2 separate regions of the Anser cygnoides genome follow, and region 1 is linked to region 2. A link is a contact called in public Hi-C data. All regions are on one chromosome and are shown on one strand. Each heading gives the region's core, a stretch centred on a gene start, on an enhancer-like site or on the middle of the called end of the contact. The rest is flanking DNA. Distances are from core to core; before and after follow the strand shown. Region 1 has its middle 6.9 kb from the start of TCIM. Region 2 overlaps GPAT4 (glycerol-3-phosphate acyltransferase 4).

Region 1 (6,415 bases), core at 1,063-3,562, 190 kb after region 2:
CTGCCTGGCAGAGGGGCTGCTGCAGGGGCTCTGCAGGTCACACTGAGGTGCTGGGGGGGGGCACAAGGCTGCAGAAGTGATCGTGCTGTGACCCACCCTTGTTGGCACGTAGAGGACGCAATGCTGTGCTGCTGACCTGTTACTAGGAATTTGGTCTGCAGTTGGGTAAGGGACAGCGGCACATCAGGATCTAATGCTGGATTTAGCATTGATCCCATTCCTGAAACACAAACTGCAGACTCTGACGAGAGGGTGCTGGATAGGTCGAGCTGTAGGTGTTTCCCCCCAGAATTGCAGCAGTGCTGGGGACTGCTGGCAGAACGGAGGAGCCTTTTGGACAGCCCCAAAGCTCATGCAGCCAGGAAGCGATGGTGTTCCTGGACTGCTAATCGGTGCACAAATGGTTGCATGCATTAGCACCACAGCTTATAAACAGCAGAGCATCCACAGCTCAGGAGGCTGATCTCTTGTTAAAATATTAAAACTTCCCTACAAGAGCTCTAGAAACCAGAATGGTGAGCCCAGTGAGGAGGTTTATTGCATTATTCCAAGGTGACTACATTTTACTAGCAGAGCAGTCCCTAGCTGCAAACCAGGAGAGGTTTATATCATTTCCTCTCCCTAGCAGGCTGCGTGGGCTGCATTAAAAGTACGACTTCCAGGGAAAAATGTTAATAAGTTTTCAAACCAAGGTTTAGCCCTCTAAATCGGTTTTCGAGTATCAGAGGAAGGTCAAAAAGTCATGAAGTGATCCAACAGAGAACAGAGATCTGCTTCATTAGGGAGGCTGAAGGAGCGGGAAAGCCGGGGTGATTGAGGGTCTGTTTCTGGGACCTTGCCATGACCACAGACACTACAGGGGACTTGGGAGACTCTGACTTATTTTTTGCATAAGAATGGTGTATTATCTTCTGTTTTAAATCTCTTGTGGAGGGGGGAAGGTTTAAATTGCTGCCTGTTTTGGTTACGTGTTTGCAGCAGCTTGAAAAGTAAGTGACATAGAGAAGTGGGTCTCATTTTTGTGGCTGCCCATTGCCCTGCAGCGTAGCAGTCCCGGTAGGGGGCAAAGGCTTGAGGACGCTGGCAGAAGGAGCACTTCATGCAAAGTGCCCCTGCTTTATGTAAATGGTACAAATGCTATGAGAATGTGTCGTTGCCATTGTGCTCCTAGGCACTCAGTACTCAGCTGATGTTTAACCTGAATTCCTGCTCAGGTAAATGGGATTTTTCCTGTGTAAGGGTAAATCCAGGCTAGGACAGATTCGGTGGTGTTTTAAACAGCTAAAGATAATTTTGGTTTGCTTAGTCAAAGCTCAGTCAGCAGTGGAGCAAGGGTATTATCTTCAAAGAAGGCTTGTTTGGTTGCTTAGACGAGACTTTCCAGATAAAGTTCCCTGGGATGGCTTAGTCATGGGGTTGTGGTCAGGAGGGGAACCAGCCCACGCCGGGGCAGTGGCGGCACCCACGGCGCAGCCGGCAAGGGCGCTGCAGTGCCCCGGCTGGGGATGGGCTCAGATCTCTTCGTCCTTCAGGGCGACTCCTCAAGGCTAAACAAAGAGTGGGTGCAAAGCTAAAAGGGAGGTGGCGTTTGGGAGTGGTTAAGTTGCAATCCTTGTTGACTTAGACGAATCCTGAAAACACAAGTACAAACTTGGAATTCCCTCGGAAATGAACTGGGTGTTATTTCGCTAGCTTTCCTCTGGCATTGATGTCCACGGTCTCTTATCTGTAGTTAGTGGGAAGAGATCATGTTGCAAATGTAATTCCCAAAGGATGATAGTTAAGTAATCAGTTTAAAGGCCTGTTTGAACTGTTTCTGAAGGACTCGAATCTGCAGATTGCACAATAGTTGCTGAGAATAGTGATGCAACAGATTAACGTTTTGATCCTTCTGTGTGCTATTTTAGGACAAGTGCTCCTCTCAGTTCTCTAATTGTTTTAAATTTGTAGTAACCAAAACCTATTATGGATAGCTCAAAGCAGAAGAGAGGTTAAAAACAGCCTGCAAACAGGTATTCAACATAATTCAACGCTGGGAAGCTATTAGAATATATTTGAACACTTTTTCAAGTTCAAGTACTTTAGGGTAGTAAAGCTGCTTTCCCTATCCAGAACGAAAGGTTCTCAAAAGTAGCAGCAAAGCTGCATGGCAGTCTCTGACAGCTGACCCCAGATTACCCCTGGGTTTTGTGACAAACCCGGGTGTTCGGTGAGGTCTCTCTGGGTCACCCTGCCCTGTGGTGAGGCTGGTGCGTGGCCCCTGTGCGGTGCCTTGAGGCGCAGAGGAACACCGTCCCTCCAGAAGAGGAGGAATCGATTCCTGGCCCCCGTGCCTTGCAGGGGGTCAGCAGAGGGGTGGCAGAGGCGAAGCTTTGGGCCCCCCACCGCCCGCTGCTGTGCGCTGCCACACGGAGCCACTCCGCACTGCCAGAGGATTAATGGGCTCTTCATTTAGCTCAATTACTGGGCATTCACCTGAGAAGCTGTAAAGAATAGAACACTAACTCTTACAATCAAATATTAAATTACACCTAATTTATTTACTTATGGCAGACTGCAAGCACTGCAATTGAGCGTGCAGAGGTTTGTAACACACGCACGTCTTGGGGATGATGGGTGCCCTCACAGTGGGGTAGGGGGTCCTGACGGTGCGGCTAATCAGTGCCCAGCAGCTAACGAAGCCTGCTGTGATCCTGCACGAGCTCCGGGGACACGTGTCCCAGGGCAGCGTGGTGTGTGCCTGCGCTGGGCGAGGGAGGCTCCGTGGCCTCTCTGGGGCAGAAGAACCCCTCTGCTCCCAGAACGAGAGCGCAGCCTGTGTGCTCCTGCATCAGCAGTGCAGCTGCCGTGTGCCTGGTAGGCAGCATGTTTTGGAGTTTCACTCTGTTGCGTGCTTGCTCTTCTTTATCACACACTTGATTTTTGCGGGGCGTGTGGTCTGGATAAACATAGGATTGATATGAATTGCTGTGAGAAAAACGTACGGTAAATATATCAAATATTTTAAAAAGATTAGCATTATCTGTTAGGAAAAAATATGCATCGGTTCATGTAGGTAGATGCAAACAGGCTGCTAAAATGCCCTAATCTGAGTACTAATTGCTTAGATGCATCTGGCTTCACGCTGGGCACCTTTCCTCCTAGGGAACAAGCTCGCGGTAACACGCTGCGTTTGTGCGGCGCGAGCGGCCGGGGATGGCTGGCGGTGGGCAGGAACCAGCAGCAAGCAGCCAAGCAGGGAGGGGGCAGTGCAGGGTGTGGAGGCAGCGGGGAGGAAAGTCCTAGAAGAAGCAGGGAGGGTTTATCTGCAATGCAGGTGGTGTGCGTGCAGTTTCCCTGAACTCGAGAGAGGCTGTGTAGGTCTGCAGAGCTCTGGACATGGCTCTGCCGCTTCCTGCTGCAGTTAGGGGGGGTTTGAAGAGGCTGGGACAGCGGTGAGCTCTCTGCAGTGGGGAGTTTGCTTTGGAGAGTGCAAGTGGATTAAGCAATCCTTCCTGCTGGGCCTCATGACCACAAGATGCACGCCGAAATTCAGCATCGTGCGGGTCCTGATGCTGAGGCTCCATCCCCTTTGCGGAGGCCTCGTGACCTGTGCACAGGAGCACGGGGGAGAGGCAGCGTGCGTGGGCTCGTCTGGAGGAGCTGCTCCCCGTGTCCCTGGGCTCGGCGCTGCTTTACGCTGGTCACACACCTCATGGCAGGCACAGCTTCTCCAGGTGTATGTTAGCAACGGGCTTTTGAGTTCTGCTGCAAGCAGATGTGACACCTTGATTTTATCAGGTTACTTTATCCAACATCTTGTATTTCCATACATTTTTTTAAAAGTGTGCATGGTAGACGCTGAAATGCCACAGCAAGCAGAAAGTTATCTATATATTTTTGTCTCTAAGGAGTGCCTGTGGTTGTTGGGGGGAGTTAGAGGTAACGTGGGTCATTTTTTTTCTCTCTGATCTGCAGATAATTAGTTTCACAAGGCAGATAATGCTTTATTTGCTTTTGCTTTAAAAAGCTATTTTATGTCTTGGCCAGTTAGCTAGGGAAATCCTGGTTCTTGGATTTGATAAATCTCTCCAATGGCATAATGCATTTTTGCATACTTTTTATTGCAGCTAGAATGCACAATATTTAGGAAAGAGGCTTATTGTTAGAATTGGGATAAAAACAGTGTGTCTTTGGCAGCATTTTCAGCAGAATATATTCAAGGTTTTTACCTCTGTACAAAAATCCTTCAACTCGCTTGGCCTTTTTCCATGGACTTCACTGGGGTCAAGATTTTGACATGTCTTTGAATTCTGGGTTTGTACTTGAACTCTTGCGGTCCTCTGCGGTCGTTCTGCAAATGGGCTCAAAAATGACACTCAGGCGATGGCGGGTTGATGTAAATTGGAGCCTCCCAAAAATTCTGGCAGGGGCGGAGGGGCTGATTGCTCACTAGCACATTTGTGAAATGACAAATTGAGTCTTGTACTTTACAGTTCAGAGAGAGAGAGAAAACTGCATCTAGATTTGAACCTTTTTTTTCTTTTTTTTTTTAACCATTCAGACTGGCAGGTGAATTTCGCATAGAAACCCGGTTGGAGAATATGTCCAAGCATAATATGACAATTTTTTTTCCTTTGGATTATACGAGTCAGTTCAAGTTTATGTATTCTGTGTGTAGCCCCTTGTATACATGGCAATGTCAAAGCAGAAGCATTGCATCCCTCTGCCCTGTGTGGTTTTTGCATCGGAGCTCTGCGAGCTGGTCATGTTAGTGTGACTCAGAGCATCACCAGTCTGTATCTGGTGACTCGGAACTGGGAGGAAGTGGGGTTTTCCATGAGTGTGGTGAAAGCCCAAAGGATTACTTGGTTAAGGAGTCTGGACTTGCAGCAGATGCAGGATGTGCCCTGCAAGCTGTGCCACGGGTGCCAAGCGGGCATACAGCTCAATGGAAATGAGGTGTTTTTTTCAAGACTGTGTCAGGAAAATATCCCCTATATTAAGATTCTGGTCCTGGTTTAACTTTTACATTTTAGCAAAGATATCTGGCAACCATGTCATTTCCTGTTGGCTACAGTAATTTGGAGGCTTTCCTTCTTATAAACAGCCTTGTACATCACTCCAAAAGGGCCCTGTTGCATCACTTTGCCGCTTGCGAGGCGTTTGTGCTTTGAAATCCCCAGCCAGCCCTTTTCTGTGAAAAGCATGCTAACCTCCCCATAAACTTCACCACATTACAGCTCTTCACTCACATTTAGAATGCTTTACAGCAGGGTTTTTCTTGCGCAGCCATAGATGAAATATGCTTCATCTGTGCCTTTTTTTCTGAGCACGGGTCCACCCCGGTGCTGTCAGCCCTGGCTCTGAGCTGGCTTTGCTGGGTTGGGCTGCAGAGGAGGCGAGGGCGTTGGCGTCGCCCGTCCGGGAGATGCTTTGTGCTTGCTTTGTGCTCAGCTTCCCTCCCATGGGTGCCGATTCCCCCGGGTGCACCCAGGCTGCTGAATCACCTGCTTGCAAAGGAGAGTTTGTACTTGTGGGTGACGCAGACGTGAAGTTTAGCTGAACAGTCAATTTTTAACTTGCCCTGTTGCTCAATGGTCCGGAAGGGAAACTTGCCCGGGAGGTGTTGCTGTTGTCTGGAGCACCCTGTCCCTCCGCACAGACACGGCCACGTGAGGTCTGGCCCAGCTCAGCTTGGACTCTGCTCACGCAGTGTGTTTGGTTTCACCAGGTGCCAGCAGGTCACAGTACCTGGTGACTGGACGCTGGGCAACGTCTCCTTTTTCTCCTGAACACGGTGGACAGGTTGAGGTGGATTTTGACTCGTTCCAACCCTGTCTTCCCATCACCAGGACAGACGCAAGAGCAGTTCTCGAGGGCAGTGGACAGGCGGGGACTGGTGTCTAATGGGGTCACGGACCGTGGCACCGCCTGCTGCAGCTGAGCTCCCCTTCGCTCGGGGTGGTTTGTTTCCAGTGCCCTACAAGCTGCTCGCGGCCTGTCCCCAGCCTGACCACCCAGCGATGGTGCTAGAAGGCTTCTGCTCATTTTTCTCCCCGCTTTTTGTGGCTTCTCCCCCAGTGCTGCTGTCCGGAGCCGGACTGGGTGGCTCAAGCTGAGGGTGCCCAGCTGCCCCTTGCCCCTGCTCCTGCCTGTGGTGCAGCACTAGAAAAGCCAGATAAAATTAGATATTCGGACGCATGTTCCTCAGGATGCTGGGGCAGAGGGACACCCAGTACAGCCAGTTTGACTCACAGAGAAGAATTAATGGAAACGCCCGGCTCCTGGAGGGAGGAAATACCTTGAACAGGCCTTTTCCTCTTTTTGTTACGTGGGGCAGGCTGACAATGGCCTCTGTGTCTGGCAGGAGCATTTCTGAGCTGTCTCATGAATGCAGCACACACGCTCAGACAGACACAGAGTCTGCAGCACC
Region 2 (6,533 bases), core at 2,240-4,739:
GCAAACCAAAGACACAGATGAGGGCAGAGGGATGAAGAGGGAGGCCTACAAGAGGCACAGCACAGAGTGGCTGGTGGGGAAGGATGATCTGCAGCAGGCAGCACTTCCTTACCGGTCGTGGTAGGTGATGATAGCTGTGAGGGCACGCACGCAGATTCGGTAACACATCAGGTGGACGTGCTTGCTGAGGAACTCCTTACACCTGCAGCCCAGAAGAGAGACTATCACCCCCGGCTCCCTGTGACTGTGCCACTTGGCCCAGCTGTCTCAGGCCATGAGATCCAACTGAGACTTCATATGCCCATAGAAACACATCTCCTACTGGGATTTGCTGTCAGCTTATGACCACTGATTCATAACTCCTGAGAAGCAAACTTAGGCCTTTGTTCTCTTCTGGTTTTATTCCCTTCAGAGCCCAGGGCTGAGAGATCTGCCAAGGGGCATAACGTTCGTATTTAGGTCCTTTGTTTAAAATTACAGGGAGTCAGTTCCTGACAGGCTACAGATGCCGGGACCCTGTGCCTCGTCTGCAGCAGGCAGAACAGACAGGCCTTTCCAGAAAAATTCAGGATTATCAGGTCTCAAATGGCACATGGGGCTGCCCCATCCCTTTTTCTCTCAAAGACCACCTTACCTTCCATTTGGCAAATATCCCACTACTGTAGTACCAGTCACCAACAAACTGATGCCAGTAAACGCCAGGGCTATCCTGCAGAAAGAGGGAAGTTAAATGCTAGCAAATCCAGGCCACAGGCCCTGCACATCACATAGCCGGTTGCTCCTGATCGTGCTGAGCAGGGTCCGTGGGACTTGAGGACCAGCTGCACCTGCTGCAGCAGCAACAGGCCGCAGCACCACCTCACTGGGCGCGTTTCACAGCAGCACTCACCTGAGGGGCAGCAGGAAGCAGTAGCGGATGAGAACACCCAGTCCCCAGAGAACAGTGAGACGCAGACTGATGTAATGGAAGTTGTAGTTGGTCCTGCTGAGCAGATTCCAGGACTCCAGCTCTTCAGCTGAAAACCTCTTGGTCACTTCATCATCCATGATGGTCTCGATGCCTTTGCGGCAGAAATAGAAGATATCTGAGAGCTCAAACTCAGGGGTGTCCAGGGCTTTGCCACTGCCACTCCGGCGGATCTCCTTGATCTCCTCTTCCAGTGATGTTGGCTCTTTTGCAATGATACCTGTAAGAGGCCACGGGCAGCTCTGAGCAAAGCGTGACTTGCCCGCTCAAAGGCAGCTGAGAGCCAGGGTTTCCCTTCCGTCCTCCAGCCCAGACAGGAACAAACCAGTCCTCCCAGCTACCTAGACATGAAGCAAGCTCTAGGTGCCTCACGCACTTGATCTCTCCATAGCCACCTAGCTAATCCACCTGCAAGGAGAGGCTTTCCCATCATACCTCAGCTGCTCAGACACTCCATTTACCGCAGCTCCCATACAGAAATTTGAACTTCATGTGTGCCCACGCAGGGCACGATCTTACCATTGACATAGGGCTTGTATAACGGATGGTTCTTCTCCTTGGCACCACGCTCTATTCTCAGTGTTGCCCACTGCAAGAGACACACATGGCAATCAAGATTGTCAAAGCCTGTAGCTCCACTTCAGAATTCCCGTTTTACAGTTGGCTTTCAGGGAAGACCACAGTTAACGGGAGAAGATGAGATGAAGGCAGGAGGCTTCCGTACAGAACTGAGTGTGAGTCATGAACACGCAACTGAACTGAGGTGGAAGCAGGGACTGGGCTGGGAAGAAAGTTCTTACAGCAGAGATTTGTCTACAGCGGGGCAGGAGGACTGATGGGGAGGTGACCAGCACCTAGGAAAGCCTTAATACGCAGCACACACGAGCGTGCCATTCTGCACAGCAGAGCCCCAGCGGAAGAACGAGCACCAGAAGATGGAAGGTGCTCAGTGGTGAGATGGCACAGCAAGACTTTCTGCAGCCTCCGTGTCCTGGAGGCTCTGCTGTAGCTTGCACGTGGTTACCACTGCACAACCTCCAGGGGGCCCCTGCATCCTGCGGGCCCTCCTGCTGGAGCAGAACGTGACGCGGATCAGGAAGCAGGTCATGGGACTGGCACTATTTTCCCATCCTGATTTCCTCCAAACTCAAAGCAGACACCGTGTTTTCAGGTTGCTGCTATACACATCAGGCCAGTCGCATGAGGGCATGGGATCCTCCCCTCCCCGGTTCAGCTAACAGCTGCTACTGCTTCTCAGTCCAAAGGAGCAGCAGCAAGCACCCTCAGACAGTGCTCCCGCAGCCAGATCCCATGCCCAGACTATTTGTCATCCACTGAAATCTCTTTTCTCATCTACTTCCCAAGGGAACCAGGAAAAACTGCAGGCTGGATTTCTGACCAGTCTTCCTGCCTGTCCTCCAAGTAACCACCCCAGTGGCACTCTCCTGCATACAAGCCTGGGAGAGCAAGTTCACGAAGGCAGACTTGTGCAACATGCTTACTGCTCTGAGCCAGCTGCTCCATCAGGGACCTGGGAAGAAGCAGAAACTGCTGGGAACTCCAGGGCTCCCAGTCTCAGCCCCTGACACCACCAGATGAGGAGGCAGTGATGTGGGAATACTAATTGTGGGTGGAGAGCCTAGCTCATTTAGCAGCTTCCTCTGCCAGCAGAAGGAACTGCAGGACTGCAGAAGATTGTCCAGAAGCTGCCATCCCAGGAGAAGTCAGAAGAGGAGCTCTGACCCAGCAGGAGCTGGGAAGCCTGAGAAGAAGGCACTCCTGGCCAGCCCAGCACATCTCCCTCTGCATAATGACCGCGGTGGCAGAAAACCCAGACTGACACCTGCCGAGCACCAGGCGGGTCCCCCTCAGCACCAGCTCAGGTGTGTGGCTGCCAGCCCGGGCCCCAGCACCCGGATGGGCCCTGCAAGTTGCCAGACTCAGGTACTGCCCCTCAGGCCAGGGTTGCAACACTGGCCTTGAGAGCTTGGAAAATATTCCTTGTGAATAACACTCCCCAGGCATACATATCTCAATGACCAGCCCCAGTCGCTGAGTTTTCCATCAAACTGTGAGCAGTTCTGCCAGAGTGCTCTTCTCTCCCACTACAAAGATCCTTTGATAAAAGCTGAAATAGATTTCAAAGTCTTTTCAGAAAAATAGTTTCAAAATTGAACACCAAAACATGTGTTGAGAGTAAATGTTCCAGAACTGAATTAAAGAAAGGAGAGAAGGAAAAAAAAAAAAAAAAAAGTAAAGTGAAATGTTCCGTTTTGGATAAACCAAAACCCTTATGTATTTTTTCTCTCAGTTCAGTCACTAAATTTGAAGCCAGGGTTTCAGACATCTGCGTTAATGAAGCACTGCACAATGCCCTGGGACTCCCCACTCACACCGCAGGGCTGCCCTCCCAAGCCAGCCAGTACAGAGATCGTCCCAGGAAAAATCAGCCCTGCTCAAGCAGCAGCAGCTGCACCGAACACTGTAGCAGTCTGAACTACATATATAAGCCTGAAACTTCCCTACTAAGCACAAGGCAACCCTCTTCCTTTTCCCTGGGCTGGCAGCGTGGGGTGGTTTGGGTTTTATCCATTGGGAGTTTGGCAAAAATTCTGGTCTCACCAGGGACTTGATTCAAGGAGAGGTGCTGGTTAAGACAGCTCATAAAATAACTCTGCAAAGGCAGTCAGGGAAACAGCATAACCCCAGCTTGGAAAATTCCACTTGGCTTCTCTGTGTCAAGAGGGGCAGCGAGGGCTGCTGGTTGTCCTCAGGCCGCAGGTCCAAATGTGGCTGCTGGGCTCAGCAGATAAGCAGGCGGCACTCTGGGACAGAAAGGTCTTGAAAGTTCTGGGTTCTGGCCACAGACTGCTCAAGGTTCACGCCACAGAAAGTCCCGCCTTGCTGCCTGCTTGTGCTTCATCCAAACGTACTGGAGATAAGCAGCCCACTGACTGCAGCCTCGTCCCTCCCCATTGTGCTCTACGCCCCTTTTGGCTTCTTTCCACATCAAACTGCACCAGCACTCAGCCTTGCCTGGGACATTAACCCGTCCAAGCACACACCTCCTCCCAGCACATCTGCGGCTGTACAGGACAGCTGCACTGTTTGCACACTTACTGCCTATGCTGTCCTGTCCTACTGCTTTGTCTGAAGACTTAGTGGCTTAATTACAGGAAAAAAAAAAAAAACCAACAGCCCGTGATCATTAGTCCGATAAATTGCAGCTGGCTGGGATGACTCCAGCAGGTCATCTGGCACCAGCGCGTCACCAGCAAACCAACCTCCTGCCCCAGTCATCTACGATGTTCTGCTGAGGGGCAAAAGTCTCTCTTCCTAGCACGACTATGCTTGACAAGACCCCTGTAAACACTCTCCAACACTCAAAATTTTGAGAACATGACTTACCTGAAAGATCTTTAATAATGTTTTCATGTAAACCTTGCGGATGCCAAAGGAGACTCCAAAAATTGCTGGCACAATGATGAAAACCAGAAGCAGAGTGAAGAGGACAGTTATGGAAATCCCCAAGAGATTAACAACCAGGCTGTCAAAGGGGAGCAGGAGGAACATGGTGAAGGGCCTAAGCAAGGCTGGCGCCCTGCAACCCTGCAGCCAGGCAGAAAGGCTGCCCACAGCAGTTAACCAGTCCTGCTATTATTCAGCAAAAGTCTTACACATGTACCGAGTCCGCAGCTGCTCACAGACCCCATTCCAAAGTTCACATCTTTTTTGGGCTCTGCAAGAGAGGGAATGCAACAGGATCAGGGAGAGCGGTTGGGAAAACAAGCAAACAGACTGCCAGGAGCCCCGGGGAGTTCAAACAGCGCAGGCTGAGGAGCTCAAAGGAGACGCAGCATGCAAGCAAGTTCCTCCATGGGTCTGCAGCAAGTACTGTCGTGAAACAACGGTGTGAATGGATATTCTCCCAAGGTGCCGCTGAGCAAGTCCTGCCGTGGGGCAGCTCGTGAAGACGCCAGCAGTAGAATTCCCCTCTGGCTGCTGAGAGCATGCAGTATCTCTTCACGGGGACAAGGTGGAGTCCATCCCTGAGCCTGCATTGGAGGAGATCGAGGGAGTTGGCACTTGCAGGAGCCTACCGCATGTAGAGCTATTATTGTTTTTTCTGCGAGGACGCAGGCACTGGCGCAGATCCTTGCATGATGCCTGTAACAAGTTTAAATCCAGAGGCCCCAGGCATCCACTCACGCTGAAGGGTCGTAACAGACTTAAATGAAGCTCGTGTCCCTGGAAAACTCTTCAAACAGCGAGTTGGCTTCTTGGCAGACTAGGCACTCGCATGGCACCAGCACTAGCAGAGGAAAGAGAAACCGAAGTCAGGCAAGTCGCACAACTCTGAGAGACGCCAACTTGGAGAGGGTGGCAGGAGGCCAGGGACAGCGGGCTCTGAACTGTCAGAGGCAGTGCTCAGGCTGAGGACGCATCACCCCGAGCAGCTCCGCGGGCACGGCGGACTCAGACCGCCACAGATGCACATTCCGCGCTTTCCTCCCACCCAAACCTCACACTGAGCAGCTGCGTCTAGAACCACCCTCGGAGCGCAGGATGTCAACAGTCTCTCTGAGCAGGTCCCAAATACAGGAGAGGAGCCAATGGAGCGACAGAGGATGCCTCTGAGTGACAAAGACCTTACCGCCCCTCTCATCTCGGAGGAATCCGAGAGCAGGGAGCCAGCCAGGCCCCAGATTCCTAGGCAGGAATCACTTCCTCTGCTCCTGTACACGGGTTCCTGGGGCGCGGCTCACCCTCTGCTGCTTTACAAACAGTTCGTGACAGGAAGCTAGCCCAAGGGAAGCATTACTGCCGGTGATTAGCCCAAGTGGAACTCGCCGGGGCACGGGGACCAGGCAAAGGTCAACAACCGACAGCACGGCTCTTCGAAGGCGATGCCCCCGGCAGAAGAGGCACGCGGGAGGCCAACGCGGGCTGCTGGAAAGAGCTGAGGGGAGAACGGCCTCCGGACGCTGCCTTCGCCTGCCACCGGAGGGCACGAGCCTGGGCCTGAGGACGGCCCGGGACAGGCGCTTGAGAAGCGCACGCGGCAGAGGCTGGGCAGGCCCCGGTGCTCCCCCGTCGCTCCCCCGCAGGGCGCGCTGCAGCCGCCGGCTCTGCAGCGTTCCCGGCCGGCAGCTCCGCTCCTGCCCCGGGGCGCACGGCGCCCGCCCGAGCGGCTCCCCGGGGGAGGCGGCTCCGCGGCCCCGCACGGAGCCGCCCGTTGCGCCGGGCTCGCCGCTCGCCAGCCCGGTCCGCGTGCTGCCGGCCGCCCGCCGCCCCGGGAGGGGCTCGGGGACCGCGGCACGCCCCGGGCGGCGCAGGGCCGGCGGCCGCGAGTACCGCCCCCCGGGCCGAGGCGGGCAGCCCCCCTCCGGCTGCGGCCGCCGGGACCGCCCCGCCCCGCGGCCCGCCCCGCCCGGCGCGGAGCCTGGGCCCGGCGCGGAGCCTTACCGGGGACCGCCCGGCGGCACGGCAGGGCCCGGCCGGCCCCGCAGCCCTCGGCCGCTCGGCGGGGCCGGGCCGGGGCCGGGCCGCACCTCCCCACGCGCGG

Evidence for each region. A called contact is a pair of places that touch in the nucleus more often than the background predicts.
Region 1: a contact with region 2 is called in a Hi-C map of liver, with 3 times the contacts expected there. The contact joins two enhancer-like sites. A contact is called at or near these places in 2 of 7 Hi-C or Micro-C datasets (both in liver).

The regions. Positions count from the first base shown.
Region 1 is chr26:542,354-548,768 of Taihu_goose_T2T_genome, forward strand. No RefSeq gene overlaps it. Among named protein-coding and RNA genes, the nearest start is that of TCIM, 6.9 kb to the right of the region's middle. Within about 2 kb of position 2,313, at least 1 of the 3 cell types and tissues checked has open chromatin away from gene starts, as enhancers often do. A contact at or near this core is called in liver, where this site is marked.
Region 2 is chr26:348,277-354,809 of Taihu_goose_T2T_genome, forward strand. It overlaps GPAT4 (glycerol-3-phosphate acyltransferase 4), which reads right to left. Exons shown (of 13, transcript XM_066983434.1): 2 at 4,376-5,279; 3 at 1,487-1,556; 4 at 890-1,187; 5 at 635-709; 6 at 113-202. The coding sequence starts at 4,540. Among named protein-coding and RNA genes, the nearest start is that of GPAT4, 3.5 kb to the right of the region's middle. Within about 2 kb of position 3,490, at least 1 of the 3 cell types and tissues checked has open chromatin away from gene starts, as enhancers often do. A contact at or near this core is called in liver, where this site is marked.